Regions from separate parts of the Gossypium hirsutum genome. Here region 1 is linked to region 2. A link is a contact called in public Hi-C data. All regions are on one chromosome and are shown on one strand. Each heading gives the region's core, a stretch centred on a gene start, on an enhancer-like site or on the middle of the called end of the contact. The rest is flanking DNA. Distances are from core to core; before and after follow the strand shown. Region 1 holds the start of LOC107914409 (iron-sulfur assembly protein IscA, chloroplastic). Region 2 holds the start of LOC121222274.

Region 1 (7,462 bases), core at 1,817-4,316, 370 kb after region 2:
TTTCAATTTTTAACTTGATTTTATCTCTCCTCCAGCTTTTATTTCTTGAATATAACTTGATATTCTAGCTCCCCATTGTCTCCTTATTATTTTTCTCTCTTGGTAGCTATGGAAATTCTTTTAATTTCTAAGTGAAAATGGTGAATTTTTGGTAAAAGGACCAAATTCTAAAAAAAAGAAAATTTCTTTCATCTCTTCTCTTCTCACGTGGGCGCATGGAAAGATGATGAAAATTCTTCATCTTTCTTTCCTTTTATACTAAATAAAATAATAATAAAATATCTCATTAAAATATTAATAAAATAAAATTTATCTAATTAAATAATTATAAAATATCATCAAAATATCTCTAATATCATCATTGCCTTCTAGAGTTCTCTCTCTTTTTAATTGACCATTTTGCCCTTTATGATCTTTTAAAATTTCATCCTTGAGTCATCACTTAATTTGGTAAAATTATGATTTAGTCCCTCATAATTCTTCACCTATTCAATTTGGTCCTAATTCATCCATTTTCCTTAGTTTCTAGATCATTCCACCCTTAAAATATTTACACTATTGGTCCTTCAAATTTTTTATATTTACACTTTAACCCCTCAAATTTTGAGTATTTACTCTTGGGCAACAAAACTTTTCTCACTTTTTGTAATTTAATCCTTTCTTGAATTAATATGTCATAATATACTTCCCAATGTTGACATAACTCAAAATTTCTCTTTTTGTCACTTTATTTCCTTATTTTACTATATCAAGGATACTATCTTACTTTCTTACTGTAGTAATTTTCGGGATATTATAGAAATTCTCGAGAAATTGTTCAATATGTTTACGTAAATATTTATTGGATTGAAATGATTTCAACATATGTGATAAATTCGAATTAGTGAATAATAGTTGAAGGAAGATTATAAAATGATCCAATATACCCATATGTATAGAAGGATCAAGATCAAAATGTGATTATTGTTGGAACTCTTGAAGATGCCAAAATATATTTTCCAAAATTCTTCTTCACTAATAACTTTCAGAAGAATAATGATTTAAACATTTAGCAAATTTGTTAAAGTGATCATTTGAAAAGCTAGTATTCAAGATTGAAATATGTAGAATTTAAGATATTATGTGATGTTGTCATGAGGAAGAGTAAATACGTGCAATACTCTTTCTTCCCTATCCGAAGTTTTATCCAATTTGGCTTTCTTGGTATGCTTTTTAATGACGCAACATGTTATGCATATTATAGATATACATATTCTTTTTTCTTCACTAAGATTTTTTTCTCATAAGGTTTTTATTTTAGTAAAATTTTAATGTAACATATTATCTATCAATGAACATTTAAGGTGGAATGTTATAAATATTTTATCATAAATTAAATCTCCATTAGACTGAAAAGTTTGATGTACTTTTAAAATTTTAATGTCAATTAAGAATAAAATTTTATATTATTTATACTAATATTTATAAATATAAACTTTGAGAAAAATATTAAGTAGATGAAATAAAATATATCACTTTTTGTTCTCCTATTTCTTGCTTCTATTTTATTTGTTTACTTTATAACATTTCATACCTTTTTAGATTAGGATTAAATGAGTAGCATGTAGTAAACTAAAAAAAAAAACTTAAAAAAAAAAGGATATGCCATAGTGTGAATCCTATTTGTGAATTTGAGATTTTCTATTCACAATAAATCAAATATTAACCCTCAAAATTAAATACATTTTAAATCTTTATACTTTTTTTTACTTTTTAATTTTTGATAAAATTTTAACTTTATTTTTTAACCTACTTAAAGAATCTCATGCCATAAAATAATGGGTAAATTAGAAAAAAGTGTTGGTTTTAAAATATATTTAGTAAAATAGACTGTTTTTTCTCAAATTTTAAAAAATAGATAGGTTTTAGAGAGACAGAAGATGCTTCCTGTAAGAAGTGCTTTCAACTGAGTTGTAGGAAAACGCTTTCTATAAAATGCATTTTTTAACACATCAACTTCTTTGATCAAATAGTTAAATATCAAAGGCTTTGTCTTAAGTTTTGGGTTTGATATTCTTCTATTCATATTTGTCTTTATTATTTCATGTTATTTTAAACCTTTTTTTTAAAATATTTTTTATTAAGTCTTAGCTCGACTAGTATAAGTATTGTTGTCAATGCAGGAGAACGTGAGTTCGAGTGTATTAGACCTATAATAAAATTGTTCAATTTTTTTTTAATTTTTTAATTAATGTTTTTAATTAATAAATATTTTATTTTATAATGAAATTGTTCAATTTTTTTAATTAATGTATTTAATTAATAAATATATTATTTTCAAGTGTTTTTAATTGTAATAACTCTTTTACTTATATAAATAAAATAATAAATATGTAATTATATAATAAAATATATATTATATATATCATTATGTTAAAAATATTTTTAATTCATAACTCCTTTATTTATATAAATAAATTAATAAAAATGTAGTTATATAATGAAATTATATATTTTTTATATTTATCATTTTCTTAAATATATTTTATTTATCATTATATAATTACATATTTATTAATTTATTTATATAAATAAAGGAGTTATTAATTAATTTTTTTAACATAATGATATATATAAAATATATGATTTTATTATATAATTACATATCTATTATTTTATTTATATAAATAAAAGAGTTATTAATTAAAAAGATGAATTAAAAAATTAAAAATAATATATTTATTAATTAAAAATAAAAAAAAGAAATAAAAAATAAAAATATGAATAATGGAAAAATCAAACCCGAAATTTAAAGATAAAACCACTAGCATTTAATCATCTAATCCAAAAAATTAATGTGTAAAAATATACATTTTGTAAAATACAATTTTCAACATGTTAACTGAAAATGCTTCTAAAAACGTTTTTTATTCCTCTCTCAAAAAATATCTATTTGCTAATGAAAAAAATCCTAACAATAATAGGAAAGCAAAAATTGCAGGCCTCACAAAAAAAAAAAGAGTGCAAGTTCAAGTAATACAAACAAATCTATTTCCACCGTTGATCCATTCTAAATTGACCCATTGCAGTCTTATATTTGTCCAACGGCTCTGATCTTTCAATATTTTTTAAAAAGATCTCCTCTAATTGCGTACCAAACGCAGTAACTTCATCTGCCAAAGAAACCCACCGGGAGAAAAATTATTTTCTTTTTTCTCATTAGGGTTCTCCTCATCAGAACAGATTATGGCTATTACTTCGATCTCGACGAATTGGTCATCTCTTTTCCGCTTCTCAAACCACTCGAAACATTCACTCTCTTTACCCCAAAGTACCATTTCTTTACGGTTTTCACGATCCAGACTCAGCTGCGGAAAACCCCTTTCAATTCGAGCAACCGCTGTTCCAGCGGCGCCTACAGCGGAGGGGTTGGAACCGGCTATTACGTTGACGGATGATGCTTTGAGGCACTTGAATAAGATGAGAGCAGAGCGTGATGAGGATTTGTGCTTAAGAATTGGGGTTAAGCAAGGTGGGTGTTCGGGCATGTCTTATACGATGGATTTTGAGAAGAGGTCTAATGCTAGAGCCGATGACTCTATCATTGAATATAACGGATTTACGATCGGTGAGTTTTGATCATTTTTGTCCCTTGTTTTGTTAAATACGTTGTTCTTTACTTCATTCTAATGTGATTAGAAGGCAAAGGGGTCCCGGTTAATGTTCTGATTCTAGGATTTTTGAGACAAAATAAGTCATTAGATTTAGATAGAAATCTCACAACTCTAAATTTGTTAATACAAGAATAGTTCGGTAGATTCTTCAACTTCGAGGAAAAAAAGCTCCAAAATTTGATTGAATTAAGATACCAAGTCCGAAATCTTGGGAAATTCTATTCTAATCATGGAAGAATTGTAACATCAATAACTCCAAAATCTTGGAAATATCACCATAGTAGGATTATGATAAAAATCATTGTTAGCAAATGAATACAGAGTAATATGCTGGGATATTCTGCAGGTAGCTGCAAACAATACTGCTTATGAAAACGAGTTGGAGTGTAACCTGATGTTTGCTTGAATGGGGGTATTTAGGCAGTTTAAGAGAGGATGGATTGTGGGTGGCAGCAATTTATGAAATATCTATATTATAATCCGGTTAATTTTCTTAATATCCGAATTTGTTTATTATGCTATTATATTTGAATACTGCTATTTATAGAAATCTGATTCAATAGCAACCTGAATTCATTGAATAGATTTTTACCTTTTAAAGAACAAATATAAAAAATGGAGCAAGAATTAAATTTAAAATTCAACTTCACTCATCATTATCAACAAACTGCTTCTAAATTACAATAACCAACAACTTAGATAATAAGAATTTATTTATTTTTGATTATTTGGTGCATGTCCTCCAAATAGCCATAAGTCTTTAACTGTCATACTGCTTTTTTCAAATTAAAGTCTTTGTTGGAATTTAAAATTGTTGAACCTTTAATGGACTGAAATGAAAGGTTACACTTAGATGCTAATAGATTTGGTCCCAAATTGAGCATTTAGCCATGGTTCTATGTGTATTATTGGATTTCCTACAAAAATTGGAGGAATTATCTATTGAAACATTCAAACTTTGTAACTTCTCTTGGCATTATTTTCTTGGCATTTAGCCCTGTCTAGATATTTTCTTGGCATTATTGTTTGTAGATTTCTACATGCAAATAAGAGGTTAATGTTTTTGCTTGGCATATGTTATACCAGTTTTCTGAACATCAAGCATTTTGCATTTGTTATCCAACAGCTAGATTTCAATGAATTAAGTCATATGATTTCAACTCATTATGAACTTTGTTTGGGAGTGTAGCATCTTTGCATAAAAGGAAGCAGGCTTATATTTCGTGCTTTTTTCCTCCCTATCTTCAGATGATATGAAGGATGCTTGTTTTTCAGATATTTTGGTCTCTCTATCTTTCTCAGTTTATTTCTGTATGCGGAAATGAGAATGATGATCAATAATTTTAACATGGCAATGTCTTGTGAAAGATAGAGTGCTATTTGTACCACATGCTAATGTTATTTGCTAACTCTAGTGCCTGTACAGATAGTTTAGGCTATCCAAAAAAGACTTGTCAGTGCAAATTAGGCTCCCTGCTCTATCATATTGTTAGAATGACTTTGCAATATGAAGGGCATTGTAACTGAATGAAACTGATGCTTTAAGGACATACTTGTTTCATTGTTCTTTTTCTGTTGACGAAAGAGTTGTTCTTTCTCTTAAGGTCTGTTTATGTAAGAGTTGGATGGTTTAATTGACTTATAGGCAAAATGGCTGATCATCCCTTCTCTGCTTGTTTTTGCAGTGTGTGATCCAAAAAGCCTTCTCTTCTTATTTGGAATGCAGTTAGACTACAGTGATGCTCTTATTGGTGGAGGTTTCTCTTTCAGGAACCCCAATGCTACCCAGACATGCGGTTGTGGTAAATCGTTTACGGCAGAAATGTGAAATCATATGTACAAAGACAGTCCATCCGTTTCATGTAATGCAACATACAAATTATGCCTGTAAATCTTTCATGTTTAACTGACTTCATATTTCTAGCACCTTTCATACCTTCTTTTCTCTTTTAGAAGGAATATATATTTGTTCGAAGGCCAGACACTGATATTGGTCTTCTTCATGCTTACGGATTTTGGCCTCTCTATCCAAAATGTTGCTCGACAAACTCGAGTGAAGGGTCGATGGATTATTTTTACTTGAGGAATACATTTTTTCCTTTTTGTCAAAAGCAAAAATATGAAAACAATTTAATGAACGCAATGCACAAAATAGATAATAATGATGAATGATATCCGAGAAATTATCATAATTTATTGTGAAATATGTTGCTAACTTAAGATGTATAACATAAATTACTGCACGGTCATATCATTGGTCAAAAACAAATTAAAAGTTATCGTAAATGAGATTTTCTATGGACGGTAAAAATGAGATAAAATAAGATTATGTTGGGAAAATAATTTTTTTTCAAAGAAATTAAAGTTATTTTATGAAGTAACATACTTATGATAATCTCATTGGATGAGCATAGCTTTTGTAATGATATATAATAAGGAGAGTCGACTTTATGACTAAATAATGTTAGTATTTAATAGGTGAAGAGTCAAAAATTAATTACAAATTATTTGAGCCATAATTATATATGCCCCATGAATCCCTTCCCTAGCTTGAGATAACCATAGATGAATGAAATGAAATGAAATGAAATTGACGAAGTAAGATAAATTGATTGCATGTATCACTATCCGTAGTGAATGTGTTTTCTCGCTAAGTACAAAAGATTTTAAAAATTAATTTAATCTCTTTAAATTATTATTTAATTAATTATAATTAAATAATTGAAGTTCGAAGTGAGAATTAAATTAATTAATCATCGTGAATTTGTTGAATAAGACAATTACATATATTTTAATCATAGATTCTAATACGGTCAAGTTGCTTACTTTAAGGGAATTATAACTGGGTTGAGAAAATAATTTAATTGAGAATTTAATTTAGTTAAATTAGTTAATTGATTAAATAAATAATATTTTTAAAAAAATAAATAAATATTGGGTTGAATAAAAATTCAGATAACATATATAATTAGATCTAATACATGAAAGACCCAACTATGCCTTGTGGAAGGGTGACAAACCCTAATGTATTTTAGGGCATGTCGCTGCCCCTGTACTTCTACTTAAAGTAGAAGTTTAATTTTCTATTTTAAAATTATTATTTAATTAAATCTTATTCAAACATAACTCTTGTAGTGATTCTCTATAAATAGGAACTATGTGTTGAGCTATTTACACTCTTCACATAATGTCGTCGTTATCTTGTCAGAAAACAGTGATAATTTATTTTACAAAATAAATTCTATTTTATGGAAAAAACACATAATTCTGGTTATAAAGAGAATTAACTTTCTTACTGAAAGTTAATAAAGTCTTCATTTTGTGCTATTGGTTTGTGATACTTTAAGCTCATATTTAAAACAGTTCGTGGTTTGAGAATAACAGAGAAGGTAGTTCGATCGAAAGTCGAGATTGACTTAACCGTCTCATACAAAGCATAAGTATAACTTCAGTTAAATTATATTGCTATAAATATCACAATGACTCGATTTCAAAAAAAAAAATTTTAACTTCCACTGTATCTTAAAACACTATTTTCTAAACTGATTTTTCTAACAGGGTTCCATACACTTTTTCAAGAAGCCATTGAGAAAGGCACTATTCATATCCATCTGATAAAAGCTTAATGTCTAAGTGAATAGCCACTGCTAAGAGTAATTGAATGGCCTCTAATCGAGCAACTGGAGCAAATGTGTCATCAAACTCGATCCTTTCAACTTGTTTGTATCCTTGAGCTACCAACTTTGCCTTGTTGTGAGTAATGACCCCACTCTCATCCATTTTGTTCTTGAAAATCCATTTTGTTCCAA
Region 2 (7,750 bases), core at 4,545-7,044:
TTCCGGACCCTCCTCATCTTTTACCCTGCCCACCGATTCCTGCAAAGCCGCTTTGGCCGCCGCGGATTGTATATCCCTCCTCGAGCAAGACTCTGGCCGGGGAAGTGACCCCACTAACTCCGGGAAGTTGAGGATAGCAGAGTCGCCTTTCAAGAAGAAAGCTGCCGAGTCATATGCCCGAGCTGCCATCTCCGGTGACCCAAACGACCCCAGCCATATCCGTGTCTTTTGACCCGGTAACCGTATCTCGGAGACGTAACGCCCCCACCTCCTCTTACGTACCCCGCGAAACGGGGAGTGGTTGTCTTGGCGGGTGCGTTTCTTGGCGACACGGGGTGGGTTGGGCTGGGGTTGGGCGGGCGTTTGTGACGGAAACTCGCAAGGCTCTTTCTCATTTAGGGACATGAAAGAATGGGAATCTATATATTATTGAAGTTGCCGTAATTTGTTTGGTTAGTACAAAAATGCAGGTAAGTCTCCAACATATAAATAGCAGACAGTTTGGAGTGTAAAGAGATAAGGAAGGAAAGTGTAGTGGCACCCCCCAATATTACACTACACTATACTACTTAAATGCTTAATTTTTATTATTATAATAATAAAATGCCTAAAAACAAAGTACGATTAAGGGATGATAGCTGGCATTTTGTTTGCATCCATGCAGCAGATGTTATTACATCAACTCCTCCAAATTTACATAACTGCCCCTTTCCATTCGTCTAGAAAAAATATAAATTATTTTTTAAATCGCAATTTATTTTTATAATATAAACCTCAATTCTTGATAACTCTCTCCTTTTTCATCATTAATTTTTTTTTTAATTTGTAAAGGTGTACGCTGAAAACATACTATACTTCCTTACAAACAATCTCAAAAAATTAAATTATTTATTCTAATATTTTACTATACTTCTATAAAACTTCTCAACCCTTAATCAGTCTAAAACCTATTTTAACAGTATACCAAATAATTTTCATATATCAAAACAGAAGAAAAAAATATTAATTGAATGAATTATATAAAAGCTTTATATATTTTCCACAAACTAAATCGGTTGACCTAATAAGTTGATAAAAAAATCAATCGAAATCGGTACAACTAACAGTTAAATCAACACCTTGGTTCTTCACGTAAATACGGTGGTTATGGAAGTGAAAAATCAAGAACGAGGGAGGGGGGGGGGAATGGACAAAACGGTAATTTTGGACGTAAAACGAGTTGTCGCCAAATATAGAAGGATAATGATAATGATAAATAATAGAAACGCGTTTAACCAGCTGTATGTCGCCAATCTGGCAATGCAATTGAATAAGGAAAAACTGTCAGTTTCAGACAAACAGAGTACATTCTGACTATAAAAGAAAATTGTTTTAAAAAATCCAACCTCGATTTTCATCTTACTATTAAGTTTGATTTGAGATAATAACAGTGTACCCAACGGAACCAAAAACCTTGTACCACATGTCAGCCCACTCAGCACAAACCCATGTTCCTTGTATTTCAGTGAAGCATACATGACACCGTATATGTATACTTTAAAAGAAAAACCAGTGTCAGGATCAACATATTACTGCAACTATAACAGGTTTTCAAGGAAATGTATAGTGCCAAATCCACCATCCAAGCTAGAGTTAGAAACGGGAAGGGTATACTATTCTCCTGAAACTAGAGGCTTCTTATATCAAATTAGATCATTCAACCCCTAAGCTGTTCATTCAGTATTTAGACAGTTTGATCGATAAAGATCCTCGTTTACGATCACAGGTGGAATACTCCATGTTCCAAGGGGGTGTCCTGAAACCTTGCCACCTGAAATTTCCACAACTAATACCTAAATGCATCCATCTAGAACAACGATGGTGAACTTCCATATCAAAATTTAAATGTCTGCAAATTACCTTCTTTAGTGGCTTCTTCGCATCTTCTCTGGTATTTCGAGGACAACTGAGGATCCAAAGTTTTCAATAAATTGTCATACCTCTCTTCAGCATCTGTTATGTATTTTGCCTGAATTGTCAATGGAAAAGAGAAGAACCATCTGACATAAGAGTTCGTATGGGAGCTGGATTACGAGAATCACTCATAAGATGAATCAGGTGGAGACTAAAAGTAATTTTAAGCAAATGTTACTTGGAATCGGGTGTGAGTATCCGACACTAGTATATTCCAAGATTTCCATGTATTTGGAGGACCTTAAAAGGATCTTATACCCATACTATTCAGACAGAGATACTTCAAGGATTAGATTTTAGAAACAAGGAGAAAATAGGAAGGAATGGATCCATATGTTTAACATCACACTTCAGACCTAGGTTCCATGTAATCGAAGCAATAAGCTCACCACTCAAAACTCAAACCCTACTAATTTCTTTCACAGAATGACTTCAATCTGATACTCACCAACATAGCTGGGGCAGCTGCAGGTCCATATATTTTGACAAACATGCGCAAAATATTGAAATTATTTTCTAATACGTCATCCTGCAGCGTAGCCACAAAAACAATAAAAGAATATGACATATAAACTGAACCATAGAATCAGAACAATTAGAAAGCATCAAAGTACGGAAGTACCTCATAGTCAAACCTGGAGCATTATTATATCATCTGGGAGTTGAGTATATAATTGACACCATGCTTACAGCATATTATAACAAAAATGAATGAGAACATCAGTTATCCAAAAAAAGGAATGAGATTGAAATCAGTTTATCATTCTGTGTATTTGAAAGTGCCTATACCACTGAAACTGTCCACTTAAATCTAAGCTAAAATCAGAAAACACGGGAAAAAAAACACTTACAGATCATCTGATATTTCTACGAGGAATTCAGAGACTGACAGGAATTCCATGTGCAAGTCATTAACCTTTACAACAACTTCGAAGAAAATGCATTTAGCCTTGTTAATCTAAGTTACCAGAAACAAAATATAGAATGCAAGATATATCATAATAAAAACATAAAGGCGATGGATACATTTTGATAATGTCTTGTAATGTATGAATGCAAATGCAGACTGCATAACATTTATAAGCAGATATAAAATTTCAGTTCTGCTTGTTGTTTAAAGATTGAAACTGAAGATTAACAATATCACAATTACAGTAAAGCAGAAACTGTAAGCAAGAATCATTGTATGTACTTCCAAAAAACTTGATGAAAACCAACATAGCAAATCACGGCATCATGGAGTTGTCATTTTATTAAGTCAGAAAGAATTATGTAGTGCTTTAGACATTTCCTTTTCCTTCCCCTTCTATCAAAACCCTTAAATAGTGCTTCAAACTTGCATCCAAAATAGAATGTTAGAATGCCAGCATGGTTCAAAAAATCAAACAGATGTATGTACATGCAGAAACATGCAAAAGATACAAACGTATAAATAGGCTAACAGCAAATTACCTCTTGACCTCTTAACTGATACAGAAGAAGATTCAACACCCGATAGTCAAATGACTTTAGATGAATTGCCCTCATAACATCTTTAATAGAGATCTGGAGAAGCAAACATTTAATACATAAACATTTTTTGTGCATTTCCTCCTAGTAGTACAAGTCTTTTAAACCCTTTCCCCTTGAAGGATATTATTCTTTTATCCATTCATTACTTGAGCACATCTCATAGAACTAGATGCTATTTATTAAAATGTTACCCATTTCTAATATATATGTAGAGCCTCAAGCAAGGTTTGCAGCCTTGATATCTATATGTCAAAACCATCCATAGTTCATAAGCATGAGGAGAAACTTTGCTCAACAAGGCAGTGCTAAGATCAAAGATCTATTCACTCAATACCATTAGGTAGACCATTATTCCCTTTTCTGTTTAGGCAGAAAAATAAGAAAAGCAGTAGTCATCTACTTTTTGTGCGGAAAATCAGTACTAGGTAGAGAAAATTCTTTCTTAATTCTTTAGAAATAGTAAAAGTTAAAATATAATTAATTTGAGCAAAGCAGCAAGAATTAAGGAGGTATATCTACCTCCATTTTGTGTGTTAGTGCACGACATAGCTTTCTTTCCAATGCCCAGTACTCCTCTCCAGACCTAAATTCTTCTCTGATCCTAAATCCATTGCCAAAAAGAAGTCAACCAAATAAGTTTCTGTCTCTCCCCCCTTCTTTCCCAGAAAGGAAATAACAAGCAATATAGATGTACGAAAAAAAGTTACCTGTCATTAAGGAGTCCCCGGAGTTCAAGTACATTTAAAAGTGGTCTGAATGGATCCTTTTCTAACATGTTCGCAAATGTTTCAGCCCAACACTGATAGTTCATCTGTACTAGACAAAAAAATTCATGGGCCAGTGGAAGTTGATCATTAGAAGATTAACCACTGAAATAGTTCTTGAAATATCTCAGTATCACCTTCTCAAATTCTTTTGCTAGAGAAGTGTCTCCTTCTGTTGGTATAGAGAGTATCTTCTCATTCAAACCATCTAACTGCATATTATAAAAAAAAAAGTACTGAGGAAACAAGGTTACAAGAGAATTCATCGTTAACTTCTAGAATGTCCTTTACACTGAAGTAAAACAAATTTACTTTGCAAAGACAAGAATGGAAGGAATGGAAGCCAAGGCAAAGCTCATTCCTTCTTGGAGAGAAAATTAATGTCATAACGGAAGTTTACAAGAGAGAGAAAATTCGCCCAATTCCAACTTCAACTTCTCAACACCATTGCATTGAAAGCGATAAGACTAGCACCAACAAATATATTGAAATTTATGCAATATTCTTGCATTGAATGTAAAGATTACTTGTAAAAATAACAACATTTCTTTGGATAACGATTATTACCTGATAAATATAACTTTCAGTGAATGCAAGAACAGGGAAATATTTAAATATCATAAGTGGGCTGTCTATGTCCACTCCATGAAACATAAAATAAGATCTGCACTGCAAACACAATCATAACATCACTAATTGGGATAATTATATAGAACGCATTTGTCAAAAGCATAGGTAAAATTTTCTCCCATGCTCAATGCCACACCTATGCGTTCGTTCGTTCATTCATTACTAACATTATTAATGCATCCCATTATCATTTGCGCCAATAGTGAAGTTGCAGATAGTGATATAAAACTAAGTGACTTAAAAGACCAATTTATTGTGTTTTTGTGTGCTTACAAAATCCTCAAGTGTAGAATTTGCTCGTTCCATTGCTTCCAGTCCCACCATTGCTACCTCCTCGTGGTTTATCTGCAATGGGAGGCAATCCTTTTTACCGGACGGATCATTAACCTCTTGATAATCTGCAATATATATATTTAAAGTCCAGAACTTCACAAACCAACCAAAATAAATATATATAAAAATAGAAATCAGGTTGACCTCTTTCATCAGTTTCAAAACGAATCCATTGTGATGCTTCTTCCAGAAAGCTGACTGAAATCTGCAATTGTTAGAACCATTAGCGTAAAAAAGGGGGAAATTAACCATTAATGGGAAATGGGAAGGCTTACTTTTGGTAAATATTCAGAAAGTAAACGGAATTTCATGTCAAGATTGAGTTCGCCGCATGGTTGTAACTGGAAATCCAAGTTAATTAGTAATCAGACAAATTAAGTTAAAATGTGAAGAAAAAGAACAGAAAAAGGGGAAAAAAAAGCAAAGGGATTACTAAGAGAAGGATGAGATTGGCGATGAAGCGATTTGAATCGAGAGTTGAAGAGGGAACGAAGTTATGAGATTGCATAAATGTAAGAGTTGTGTGGAGTTGTTCAAGCTTCCTCAGTTCCTCCATTTCTTCTTTTCTTGTTTCTTTGCTCTACATTTCAGTCTTCTACAAAATTTTCATAGCCCTTTTATTAGTGGAACGACAGCGTTTTCACTATATTTTAATTTGAGTAAATTCCATTGTATCTCACTCAACTATTGGAGACGGTTTTCTTTTTTCTCTCAGCCTCAGCTGGGTGCTTCCGTTACTGTACAACAATATATTTAACCTTTAATATTTAAATATAATATTATTTTAATTTTAATTTTAAAAATTTTAACCCTTACATTTAACATTATTAATACTAATTCTAAAAACATTCAGAAAATTATATAAAATTTTCAAAATAAAAAGAAATTTAAAGAAATCAAAATATTATAATAAATTTATAAAATAATTAAAAATTTAGAAATATACAAATAATTTTAAAATACATAAATAATTTAAATAATTTATTTATTTTTATTAATTTATTATATGCATTAGTAGGAGACCTTGCGAGTTCATTTGGTACTTGAGAGTTAGTTTAGAGTTTTGAAGTTATGGTTTAGTGTTTGCTTTTAAAATTTAGGAAAATAGGCTTAAATTTGTCCTGGATAAGACCTAATTTTTCAGTATTTTGAAAGAGTCATTGAGTCTAAGAAAAATTATCCAAGCTTTATAGTTTAATCAACACATGACCTTGAGATTCTGAGTTTGAGGAAATGGGTTATGTTTTCTCGATGGCACGAACAAGATTTTTGGTGGGTTTGTTTGAGTGTGGGACTAATAAAAATTACCAAATTTTTTAATGTTAGGATTTAGGAGAATGAGTTAGGTTAATGTGCGAAAAAAACAAGATTTTTCATGATTGTGTTTGTTGTAGTGATCAAGGAAAGCTCTTCAGTTTCAAGTGCTTTTCCTTGTGTGGATCTTATTTCAATGGGAACTTGATCAGTTGATCCGCCTACACGTCTTGCTTTTACTGCTATATCGGGAGTTACTCCACGTATTGCTTGACGTAAAACATATAGTGGATTTGTTTCTGTCTTTTGTTGAATCTTTTTCAAGGCTTGATAGATAATTTGATAAGCCAATGATTTTTTCCGTGTTTCAAAATACGGTTAACCAACATGTTAACTAATCAATTACGATAAATTGGATCGAATTTTGTAGTTTTTTCTTCTGCAGTACCTTGACGTGACATGAGCGTGAAAGAGGTTCAAGAATCCATTTTCTTTTTATAAGGGCTAAAATAATTTATTTTGGCTTTTGACCCCATATTGTAGGGTGGATCTCGAAAGATATGAAAGATCTCCCTCCAAGCTGTAAATACGACTTTCATCGAACTAATGACTTCCACCATGTCAAGGGAACACCCTACCGCTGAGTTATATCCTTTCCCTGCCCCCATCAAGAAACAGAAATGACTAATCCTAAATCAAAGGATCGAGAAACTCAACAACGCCACTATTCTTGAACAACTTGGAGCCAGGCTTTCTTTTCGCACTATTACGGATACGAAAATAATGGAAAAAAGTTGGATTTATTTGTCAACTGCTCCTATCTGAAATAGGATTGACTACGGATTCGAGCCATATACACATGGTTTCATAAAATCGTACGATTCTCCCGATCTAAATCAAGCAGGTTTTATATGAAGAAGGTTTGCCTCAGCATGTTCTATTCGATACGAATAGGAGAAGCAATATTCTTTAAAAAATAGAGAAATCAGAACCAAGTCAAAATGATAAGGATCAACCCCTTCTTCTTACGCCAAAGATCTTACCATTTCTGAAGGAACTGGAGTTACATCTCTTTTCCAAATGACCCAATACCACATCTTTTTGCTATGATTTCATTTCCTTTTTTATTTTAATTTAATTCCTTTTTCTTTCATTTTATCCGCCAAATATTCAATGTATTTCTCATATTCTTTGATTGATTAATAGTTTGAAATCATTCTTATTTTTATTTCGAATTTGTAAATAAAAAGGATTTATGATTATGATATAGGTGGTAATCATAAATGTATTACCAATTGGGTTTT

Evidence for each region. Hi-C and Micro-C count contacts between places; a contact is called where the count stands out from the background.
Region 1: a contact with region 2 is called in a Hi-C map of leaf, with 1.8 times the contacts expected there. The contact joins the promoter of LOC107914409 here to the promoter of LOC121222274 in region 2. A contact is called at or near these places in 4 of 34 Hi-C or Micro-C datasets (leaf and petal).

The regions. Positions count from the first base shown.
Region 1 is chrD10:15,553,795-15,561,256 of Gossypium_hirsutum_v2.1, forward strand. It overlaps LOC107914409 (iron-sulfur assembly protein IscA, chloroplastic), which reads left to right and starts at 3,067. Exons shown (of 2, transcript XM_016843320.2): 1 at 3,067-3,607; 2 at 5,339-5,662. The coding sequence starts at 3,226. The coding sequence ends at 5,481.
Region 2 is chrD10:15,178,815-15,186,564 of Gossypium_hirsutum_v2.1, forward strand. LOC121222274 reads right to left here and starts at 5,795. Exons shown (of 14, transcript XM_041102557.1): 1 at 5,626-5,795; 2 at 5,468-5,533; 3 at 5,337-5,390; 4 at 5,133-5,204; 5 at 4,797-4,898; 6 at 4,367-4,441; 7 at 4,173-4,276; 8 at 3,985-4,066; 9 at 3,406-3,498; 10 at 2,805-2,869; 11 at 2,576-2,588; 12 at 2,402-2,482; 13 at 1,900-2,008; 14 at 1,328-1,810. The coding sequence starts at 5,748. The coding sequence ends at 1,713. LOC107914394 (ethylene-responsive transcription factor TINY) reads right to left here and starts at 623. Exons shown (of 1, transcript XM_016843294.2): 1 at 1-623. The coding sequence starts at 405.